2 separate regions of the Sus scrofa genome follow, and region 2 is linked to region 1. Evidence: chromatin contacts called from public promoter capture Hi-C data. All regions are on one chromosome and are shown on one strand. Each heading gives the region's core, a stretch centred on a gene start, on an enhancer-like site or on the middle of the called end of the contact. The rest is flanking DNA. Distances are from core to core; before and after follow the strand shown.

The links. Promoter capture Hi-C pulls out the DNA fragments that hold promoters and counts their contacts.
Region 2: a contact with region 1 is called in a promoter capture Hi-C map of fetal skeletal muscle, with 5 times the contacts expected there. The contact joins the promoter of CASP2 here to the promoter of EPHA1 in region 1. A contact is called at or near these places in 2 of 5 promoter capture datasets (fetal liver and fetal skeletal muscle), 4 of 47 Hi-C or Micro-C datasets (embryonic fibroblasts, epiblast stem cells and liver) and 2 of 2 datasets of contacts at active chromatin or transcription factors (alveolar macrophages and skeletal muscle).

What each region holds. Positions count from the first base shown.
Region 1 is chr18:6,841,154-6,846,448 of Sscrofa11.1, forward strand. EPHA1 (ephrin type-A receptor 1) reads left to right here and starts at 2,152. Exons shown (of 18, transcript XM_003134566.5): 1 at 2,152-2,288; 2 at 3,325-3,392. The coding sequence starts at 2,204.
Region 2 is chr18:6,962,968-6,968,262 of Sscrofa11.1, forward strand. It overlaps CASP2 (caspase-2), which reads right to left and starts at 3,121. Exons shown (of 11, transcript XM_005657720.3): 1 at 2,904-3,121; 2 at 180-330. The coding sequence starts at 2,977.

The DNA.
Region 1 (5,295 bases), core at 902-3,401:
TTTGCCCATTCCTCCCCGCTGAAATCACAAAGCTCTGACCCGAGGGAGCCTGCGGGAGCCTCCTCCTCCTTCCCAAAGTCCTTTATGTCAGAAAGAGGCCTCTGGGGCAGGGCCTGGGTAGCCTATGGCCCCTCCGTATATACCTTCTAACAGCTTGCGTCTGGGCCAGGGTTGGGGGAGACATACGATGGTGTGTCCATAGGGGAGGACATCCCAGGTGAATCACAATTCATGGTGGATAAATTTTTTTTTCTGTCTCTTTGGGGCCGCACCCACGGCATATGGAAGTTCCCAAGCTAGGGGTCAGATGGGAGCTGTAGCCGTCGGCCTACGCCACAGCCACAGCCACGCCAGATCTGAGCCTTGTCTGTGACCCACACCACAGCTCACAGCAACGCCGGATCCTTAACCCACTGAGCGAGGCCAGGGATCGAACCTGCGTCCTCATGGATGCTAGTTGGATTCGCTACCGCTGAGCCACAATGGGAACTCTTTGGTGGGTAACTTTGGGGACAGGAATTGGGAGTGGATGGGAGGAGAGATGATTCTACTTTTCTGTTTTGTTTCTTTTCTGCTCTATGTGAATTTTCCCACCAGTGGCTTGGATTACATTTATTTGTATCACGAGGCTAGACTGGGCCAGGAACTTAACAATTTTCTTCTTATAATTATCTGTATATATATTTTTAAAACCCTGAGAAGTATTATTATTATTTGTCTTTCTTGTCTTTTTAGGTCTGCACCCAAGACATACGGAGGCTAGAGGTCTAATGAGAGCTGCAGCTGCCGGCCTACGCCAGAGCCACAGCAACACCAGATCCGAGCTGTGTCTGCAACCTACACCACAGCTCACGGCAATGCTGGCTTCTTAACCCACTGAGTGAGGCCAGAGATGGAACCCGCAACCTCATGGTTCCTAGTCGGATTCGTTTCTGCTGTGCCACGACGGGAACTCTGAGAAGTATTAATTTTTGAAAATAAAATAAGCACCTATAATGTACCACCTCCCTTCCTCCAGGGGGACTAAAACATGCAACAATTTAAATGATGGAAAAACTATGAATGATTCACCCAAAGGAAATGGAGCCAGAGAGGGGTGTAGGAAGGAGAGGCCCCAGGAATGGAGCTGGCTGCCGTTCCTCAGTAGAGGATCACTCTCCTTCGAGCCACGGTCACCCCTGTGTTGTGCCTCTGCTGGGGTCCGCTCCTGCCATAAAGCCCTTGCCCCCTACCCACCTCAGACAAGAGTTCGTTTAGGGCAAAGACTGTCTTACTCTTCTCTGAAGCTTTCAGAGCTTTCTGCGTGCAGAGTAGAAACTGAAGAAACATCTATTGCACATGCTGGAAGGCAGTCTCCAACAGGTGAGAGGGCCGTGGGGTGACACCACTAGATCCTCTACCACTTGCGTGCAGAAGGCCTCACCCATCCCTCCTTTGCTCTGTAAAGTGCGTGGTAAGGTTCACGCTCCTTAACGTGTTTACCAAGACCTTCCCTGTCCCAGCCCACACCTGCTTTTCTGCCTGGTTCCCAAGACAATCCTGTGCCCCAGCAGTCAAACTGGTCCATTCACCACTCCCAGAGGCAACTTGAGGCTCCCTGCCTTCAGGGTCTTGCTCACGCCTTGCCCAATCTCTGCCACTGAAAACGCGGATGACAGTCTATCCACCTCATGTGCCCCTGGCTGGCTTGCTTCCTCTTCCCACCTTCCAGGTGCGTCTCTAAAAGCTGCACCCGCCCTTGCAGTATGGTCATCTAAGCCTCCCGGGCCGGAACATCAAGATGTGTCTCTTACCCTGCCTTCCCCCGTGTCTATTACCTTGCTAGGCCCTGAAGAAAGGGAGAGGGAGAAATACAAGGGTGTAGTTCAAGTCCAAGGTAGAATTAGGCCAAAGGCTCCATCAAGGCAGGGTTGGGTTTAGGGTCAGAACTAGCACTGGGTTAGTCAATTCCTAATCCCACCCACTAGGCGGCGCCCGCGGTCTCATTCCAGTCAAGACACCTCCGGTTTTTGAAGTTTATTGCCTGCTTTACAAGTTTCCTTCCTCCCCTACTGTCCCTTTAAGAAGGTGATCCAGGTGAGGCCCGGACTCCGCCCCCAGCGCTGGCCCCGCCCCCCGCCCCCGCCCGCCCTGCTCCGCTCGCCCAGTCCTAGCGACTTGCCCCCGCGGTCCGGGCCGAGGTCCCAGGTCCCGGCCCGGCGCCATGGAGCGGCGTTGGGCCCCGGGGCTCAGGCTGCTGCTGCTGCTGCTCTGCGCCCTGCTGCCCCCGGGGGCGCGCGCCAAGGAAGGTACCGACCCCCGCCCCGCCCCGCCCCGCCCCGCCCCCTCCTGCGGGAGCCGGCATTCCTAAGGAGGCCCTCTCCTCGCGCCCCTCGCTAGCGCTCTTGTTTTGCCCCGCCGCCGGGCCATCGACTGGCCTGGCCGGTCTTGGGTCTTTAACCCCAAACAGCTGCTTTCCCGGGTCAGTGATCTCCGCCCCTGGTGGCCAGCGGTTTGCTCCTGGGGGTGGGGAGTGAGCTTCTGGCAGCTGGGAGGAAGCAGTGTCCAGAGGGGCCTCCCTCCACGCCAGCAATCGGGGGGGGTGGGGGGGGCGGGATCCTTTATTCCCAGGCAGCCCCAGCCTCGGGCACCTAAAGCACAGATCCGAACCCTCTGGAGTCGGAGGTGGGAGTCGCCTTGTGCCAAGCCAGGCAGGAGAACAGAGGGACCTGACGCTGGGGGATGGGCTAGGACTAGGGGTGCAGGGGTTCCCGGGTGCAGAGGTCCATCCTTCCACGTGGACCCTTGCACACACTCTCTGCCCCTAACACCTGGACTTCCCAGACCCCTTGCTGTGCCTCTACTCCACATCCCTAATCACAGGCAGGGCAGGCCCTTTGGCAGCGGCAGGGAACCTCCCCACCCAGGAACTCCCTCCAAAGTCTTTTGTCCACCTCCTGCCGGCTCACGACCCCCCAGAGGCTGAACTCCTCTCTGGCCCATCACCCTTCCTTTTCTGCTACTGATAGGTTCCCCCCGGGCTGCCTGAGAGGCTGACGGTCCTCTCTGGGGCTGCTCTTCCTAAGGCTTCCTGCCATTGACTTTGGTCAAAGGTCCAGCCGTCCAACCCTTGCCCTACTCTCCCTCTTCCCTCAGGGATTGGACAGACTAATCCCTGGAGCTCTTCACTCCTTCCTGGGTCGTTTTCCTCCCCTGAACCTCTGGAACTCGGCTGTTAAGAGCGGGGTGTTGATGCCTTGGGGCTGGGGGCCTGAAGGAGGAATGTGGTTTGCATTTGTGTTGCCTCCTCCCTCGGAGGTGACCAGCCCCTTTTCTCTCCTTCAGTCACTCTGATGGACACTAGCACAGCGCAGGGAGAGCTGGGCTGGCTGCTGGATCCCCCAGAGGATGGGGTAAGTGTGGGGGGGGGTAAGACTTAGGGTGGCTCAAGGCTGAAGGCCAGTGGGAAATGGGGCGGTGAGGTGGGTGGAGAAACAGAGAAAAGAGCAGGAAAAACTGGAAGTGTCTCCTCTGGGAGGGGGAGGGGAGGTGAGTCAGAGTCTTCTGAATGGGACCTGGTTGGGGTTGGGGGGGGGCGGTCAGGCTTGAAGGTTCCCAAGGGGAACATTTCAAAGGCTGGCTCCTCCCCTCCCTGCCCCAGCAAGGGAGGGCTGAATACTCTGAGGACCTGGAGGAAGATGCGCCTACTCCCTCTGGGAAGAGGATGGACCATCCCTGGGGTGGTTGAAGGCTGAGACCCAAACACAGAAAAGTCTGCGGTCTCTCCAGCCCAATGGGGTTGCACAGGTTTTAGGGGGTCGGGGACCCCATCAAAGGGTTTTCAGAGTCGTGGATGGGGACATTTTTTTTCTGGAGAGGAGAGCCGGAGTTTTCATCACATTCTTGAAAGGGTCTTTGACGGCCCCCCTCCCCCAAAGTTGAAAGCTGCCCCATGGCGGTCCCAGAGCCCTTGGCACCTCCTCCATCCTCTGCAGCTCTGTGCCACACCGTGCATTCCAAGCCCCTTTCCTCCTGGAATATTTCTGAAGACCAAGGGAGCAGAGAGGTGGGATCTTGTGAGTCCTAGAGCGCACGTTGCTGCACTCAGCAGAGCCGGCCCTGGCACCACAGGAGGCTCCCCAGGTGCCACACCCTCTGGGACTCAGTCTCAAGACCTCTTCATTCTGGTCCTAGACCCTATTCGCCAATGTTCCCTTTTCCCTTTGCTCCTCCAGTAGGAATCCAACCTCTATTTCTGGAATTGAGGCTACTTAGCCTGCTTTCCTTCTGAGTCTTAGGGTCCTGGCTCCACTCTCAGCTCTCCCACAGAGTGGCCTGTAATTAGAATTAATAGACTAAACCATAATGTATCCTACAGGAGAGGCTGCTTGGAAAATACTGGATTAGGCCAGCTCTAATAGGCGCCTCATCTCATAAACCAGCTAATCACTCTACAATGAGAGCTGCAGGTCCATCTGCTGGCTCCCACGGGCTACCCCTGCTTCCCCCACCCAAATAATTCTTCCCTGGTTGGGCTGGAGCGGATGCGAGTCCCCTTTTGCAGGCTAAACAATTCAAGAAGGCAGCAGCAGTCACATTTCCACTGTCTGCCTTGCCCCCCTCTTCCCCTCTCCATCTTTTCAAAACACATACACATCCAGGTGCAGGCTCCCCAGAATGTACCTATGTAGCAGCCAGCAACCAGAGTGATAAGTGAAAGGATCCTTGTTGCAGATCCTGGGCAGCTGGTTCTCCCCCATCTGTCACTGCTGGAACTGGGAGGAGCAAGTTACAGCTGGGAACATCTGCTGCTCCTGCCCCAGCTGCAGCCATGGCAGCCTCGCTAATGAGCTGCACATTAACCACCCACCACCTTTGCACCTGCCCATCACCCCAAGCTTTCCCCATCCCTGCTTCCTCCTAAGCACAGGCTCTAGGTCCCTTCCATCGCTGCAGCTTGGATACCCCCGTGTCCTAGCTTTGAACTTCCTAACATAAATCAAAAACACAGCAGCATATACTTCTGCCTCTGGCCCGTACCACCCCAAATTTTAGTTGATGGTGTTTTTTCTTGCCTTTTCCCCAAGTGGAGAGTAGTGATGAAAGCCCTTGCAAAAAATGAACTTTCTATGGGCTTCAGTCTCTCCTTTACAAAATAAGGAAGTTGGAGTTCCCATCGTGGCTCAGTGGTTAACAAATCCAGCTAGTACCCATGAGGACGCGGGTTCCATCCCTGGCCTTGCTCAGTGGGTTAAGGATCTGGTGTTGCCGTGAGCTGTGGTGTAGGTCGAAGATGCAGCTCAGATCTGGCATTGC
Region 2 (5,295 bases), core at 1,871-4,370, 120 kb after region 1:
ATGAACGTGTGACGTCCTTCCCATGATTTCTGAGTTGTATGTCCATTTCAGTGCTCTAGGGTAGAAGCGTGACTTCACTTCCTCAGTAAGGCTCATCTTCTTCACACTTTCTCACGCTCCGGTCCTATGCCTACAACTGATGTAGGTACACGTGGCTTTTCTCTTTTGCTCTCAGGTACCTGAATGTGCTCCCTCATTTCCAAGGTGATAATGTCCTTCTCCAGGAGGTGTTCTAACAGTTCGCTCAGCAGCAGCTGTTTGGCCAGGACCACTCGGTTCTTTTTTAGAGCTTCCTGATGGTCAGGATGCATGCCACACACCCCCAACATCCTGTAGACAAAGAGGAGACAGAACGACTCTCAAGTACAGGATTTGGTACAGAAATGGGGGTGGGGGGGCAAGAAGTGTGGGTAGGAAAAAGACATAAAGAACAAGACTTAGGAGTTCCCGTCGTGGCGCAGTGGTTAACGAATCCGACTAGGAACCATGAGGTTGCGGGTTCGGTCCCTGCCCTTGCTCAGTGGGTTAACGATCCGGCATTGCCGTGAGCTGTGGTGTAGGTTGCAGACGCGGATCGGATCCCGCGTTGCTGTGGCTCTGGTGTAGGCTGGTGGCTACAGCTCCGATTCGACCCCTAGCCTGGGAACCTCCATATGCCGCGGGAGCGGCCCAAGAAATAGCAAAAAAAAAAAAACAAGACTTATAATAACCAAGATCGGATATGTTTTATTGAAGCTGGTTAAAAATCAAAGAAATATTAAGCAGGGAGTTCCCGTTTGGCTCAGCAGTAACAAAACCGACCGGGATCCATGAGGACACGGGTTCGATCCCTGGGCTCACTTAGTGGGTTAAGGATCTAGGGCTGCCGTGAGCTGTGGTGTAGGCTGCAGATGCAGCTCCGATTAGACCCCTGGCCTGGGAACTTCCATATGCCGTGGGTACAGCCCTAGAAAAGACAACAAAAGAAAAAAGTAAACTGTAAGTTCCAGTGACAAAATGATGTTAGAAATGACCAGAATCTGGAGTTCCCGTCGTGGCTCAGTGGTTAACGAATCCGACTAGGAACCATGAGGTTGCGGGTTTGATCCCTGGCCTTGTTCAGTGGGTTAAGGATCTGACGTTGCCATGAGCTGTGGTGTAGGTTGCAGACATGGCTCAGATCCTGCGTGGCTGTGGCTGTGGTGTAGGCCAGTGGCTACCACTCTGATTCAACCCTTAGCCTGGGAACCTCCATATGCCGCGGGAGCAGCCCAAGAAATGGCAAAAAGAAAAAGAAATGACCAGAATCCATAAAGAACTAAGTAAAAAGTCTGACAGTCATGTCTGAAACTGCATTTTAATTTCACGTTCTCCGTTCTATTGTAATACTCGTTTACACCAAACCTTTAGTAAAAACCTGCTACAACAACACACTCTAAAGATATCAAAAACCTCACTTATGAATCATCTTAGGCGTTCCCATCGTGGCTCAGCAATAATGAACCCGACAAGTATCCAAGAGGACATGGGTTCGATCCCTGGCCTCACTCAGTGGTACAGGAGCTGGCATTGTGTACAGGCTGCAGCGGAGGCTTGGATCCCATGTTGCTGTGGCTGTGCACTGGCCTGCAGTTGCAGCTCTGATGTGACCCCAAGCCTAGGAATTTCCATATGCCGTGCGTGTGGCCCTCAAAAGACAAAAAAAAAAAATCACCTTAGAACACACGAAAGCAGTAACAATGAGACAAGTGTGAACTCTGGTTAAAAATAAGTGTTGAAAGGTCAACTGTAAGATGACATCACAACTGGATACTAGGTCTTTCCTCAGGATACAGACAATGCAGGGTAAGTTTCCTCAGTTTTTCCTCCCTAAAGTCCCAGGAGCATTTTCTCCTTACAACTTTCTCCTCCCCCGGTTGCCAGGACACCACTGTCTTCAGTTCCCCTCTCTGCCTTCTAGGTCATTTCCTTCACAGGACCTCTGGCCTGCCCTCACATGCTGCTCTTCCTTTAGGATCCCCCCTCAAAAAGCCTCTCCCTATTCAATCTCATCCATACTCACCATTCACGCACTGACTCTCAGTTCTTAACTCTAAATTCTCAACTTAAACTTCCAATCAGTAACCCAAGAGATTTAATCTGAAGTATTATCCATTCTCCACACACCTTCTCCTTCCTGTATTGCACGTTCTGGGGAGAGTCTCAAATGTGGACGTTCCACAAATAACCACAATTACCTAGAACTTTAGGACTGATCTGGAAAGGGAGGAGGTGGTGCAGAATCACAGGGGAGATTCTTGAGTCTTGATTCTGTGTCCTTCTGCAGGCTCTGCACCCAAAGTCCTCAATCAACTTGGGTCTGAACCAGGAAACATTAAAATATGTTATCCTGGAAAATGTGTGTCATGAAATGATAAAACTAGAGCACTGGCGGAGACACACTTGGAGCCTCGGGCACCTCCCGGTCTCAAAGCACTCAAACTCCAAAAGCTGTGCTGAATGCCCTGCACATCAGGCCATTACAGTCAACACAATACGGGTCATGATATATTCCATCCCAAACAAATGCACATCAGGCAGGATTCCGAGGTCTGCAGGTTTAAGTTTAGTTCCTCATAAAGGAGTTGAAAACCTCATAAGGGGAAAGAAAGAATGACGGAGCTTTAAGAGAAGCCACGATCTGGCAGGAATGGAAAGATCTTACCTTGTTCAGACGCCCGGGTAGAAGAAAAAGAGAGTCAAGGCCAGAAGACCCACCCGCCCGCGCGCCCCCGGGGGCCCTGCCCCGCCTCCCACCCTAGGCAGGAAGAGCGGACGCCGCTTTTCCAGGGGTTTAGATCGGGGGGCGCCAGGGCCACACGCCAGAGGCCCGAGCTCCCGTCCCTGGGTCCAACCAACGACCCCGGGGATCCTCCCTCACTCACCTGCGACCCCGATCAGCGGCCATCAGCCCCTTCTGCTGGAGGGCAGGTCCGGAGGCCGCGCTCGGCGCCGCCATTCCCCGCTTTTCCCGCGCACCGTCCGCGACCCAAACAAACCGCGAGCCTTCGCGTCCTCCGCATCCCTCCCCCGTCCGCCCGCGCGCTAGGCGCCTGCGCACTACTTCTCCTAGCTGCACCCCCGCGCCGGCCGGCGGGGCCGTCGGCGGGGCGCGCGCAGGCGCAGAGCCCTCGAGTTGAAGCGCCGTCCAATGGGGTGAGAGCGCCCTCTTCGGAAGGGGAAGGACGGAGCCGCCCCGCCCAGCGTGGGCACCCCATTGGCCGTGGGTTCCCGCGGAAATCACGCTCCCGCCCCAGCACCGCCCGCCGGGCCACACCCGCCTATTGCAAGAACTCGGTGGACATGGGTGTGGCCGGACTTTTCACTCCATCGAGTTTAATTGCTGGGACCCGGGTAAGGAAGACGTGGAGAGCGCTAGGAGGCGCTGTAGACAGGTCCCCGCGCCCGAAGATGACCGACTGAGTAGGGCGCGCGGGTCAGTGCCGGTGGAGCGGCTCCCAGGGGCTAAAACCTACAGCACAGGTGCAGCACAGGAGTCCAGAAAGACAGATATGCTTTTTGAATCTGGGGAAGCAGGGCAGGGGGCCTGGGGCAAAACCCTGGCGGTTAGAGCGCAAGGGTGAGGCTGAAGCGAGTAGAGTGTTTCATAATAGATGATTCAAAAAAGATCCTTACAGGGAGTTCCCCTTGCGGCTCAGGGGCAACAACCCTACTACTATCCATGAGGATGCGGGTTTAATCCCTGGCCTCGCTCAGTGGGTTAAGGATCCCGTGTTGCTGGGAGCTGTGGTGTAGACCTGCAGCTACAGCTGTAACTCACAACCTGGGAACTTCCATATATCACAGGTGTGGCCCTGAAAAGACAAAATAATAATAATAATAATAATAATAAAAGAGGGCCTTAGATACTCCACCACCCCAGCCAAGAAGCTCATGTTTTACATTTTATTTTATTTAGGGCTGCCAGGAATATAGAAGTTCCCAGGCTTGGAGTTGAATCAGAGCTACAGCTGCCTGTCTACGCCACAGCCACAGCAATGCCAGATCCCAGCCACATCTGTGACCTACACCACAGCTCACAGAAATATGGGATAACCTGGCTTCTGTTGCCTTGTATTGAAAACACATGGGCTTTCATGTTGGGGGGGAGGGTGTATTGCTGGCTGAGAATGCTGAACCCTTACCAGTTGATGTAGGTCCCCACAACTTTGGGTCTTTGGGGAAAGAATTTGGCAAAGAGACTGAGGGTAATGAGGCAAGTAAGTATTTGAAGAGAGATGAGAAAGAAGGTGCAGGGAGCACTGGCAGGCTGGGGGACCCGGATGGGGGTGGAGGGAGAAAAAAGACTGACAGAGCAAGATAGGAAGCGAGAGACACATGCTTTGGAGATCCTTTAAGTCACTTGTAGGGGGACAGTCCTTCCGGGCTTCCTCTGGCCTGTCATCTTGCTTTGTCTGGCTTTTGCCTGACTTGGGGCCCTGCCCTCAGGGTGGATTTTAGCACAAGGGTCTTTGGGAAGTTGACCGGATGTACTGTGGTCTGGTGCCCCTCCTTTCTCTGTCCCTGGGGAACCATTCTGCCAGTGTGTAGTTTCGGAGAAAATGAGAAATAGATGGTCTCTATCTTTTATCCAAGTAGGAGCTTTTATCTTGAAGTTATCTATCCACAGGGAACAGATTACATTTGCTCAACCTGGGACCCTGCTTCAAATCCCCCCTGAGAGATGTGAACCGCAGTACATCTTTATTGGGAAGATGAAGGGCTATGGTCTATCTTCAGTAGCTTCTTCAGGTGGCAGGGGGCTCGCAGACCCTACATAACTGGGGCATAGAACTCTCGCCCTGTCTTGTCAAGGGATCCCAGGGTGACTTTTCGCTGTTATTCAGACAGGATCTGTTTTATGGTGTGGCTGGGTTCCCTACATCACTATTATCCTCTTAGGAAAACTGTTGTAATCTGAAAGAGGCAAATTTAACAGGCAGATTAAAAAGTCGAGGCCAAAGGTCAATAAAAGAATTATTGTAACTGGAGGCTCAAGCAGTGGTAAGAACCAGGTTATGTTTGGTAATATTTGTTATTATAGTTCAGATAGTTAGTGCTTGGATTACACTGTCCAAAGGAATAGAACCACTTGGCATGGATATGTGTGTATATATATCTCTCTTCTTCTGTCAGTCCAGTTTACGGATGTAAATTTTAACAGACCCAGTTAGAAGTAGTTGGTGGAGTGACAACCTGAACATTTATAGACAAAAATAATTTCTCATTTCTTTTTAGCATATAAGTGTGAAACCCAGTTTAGGCCGCACTTCCAGG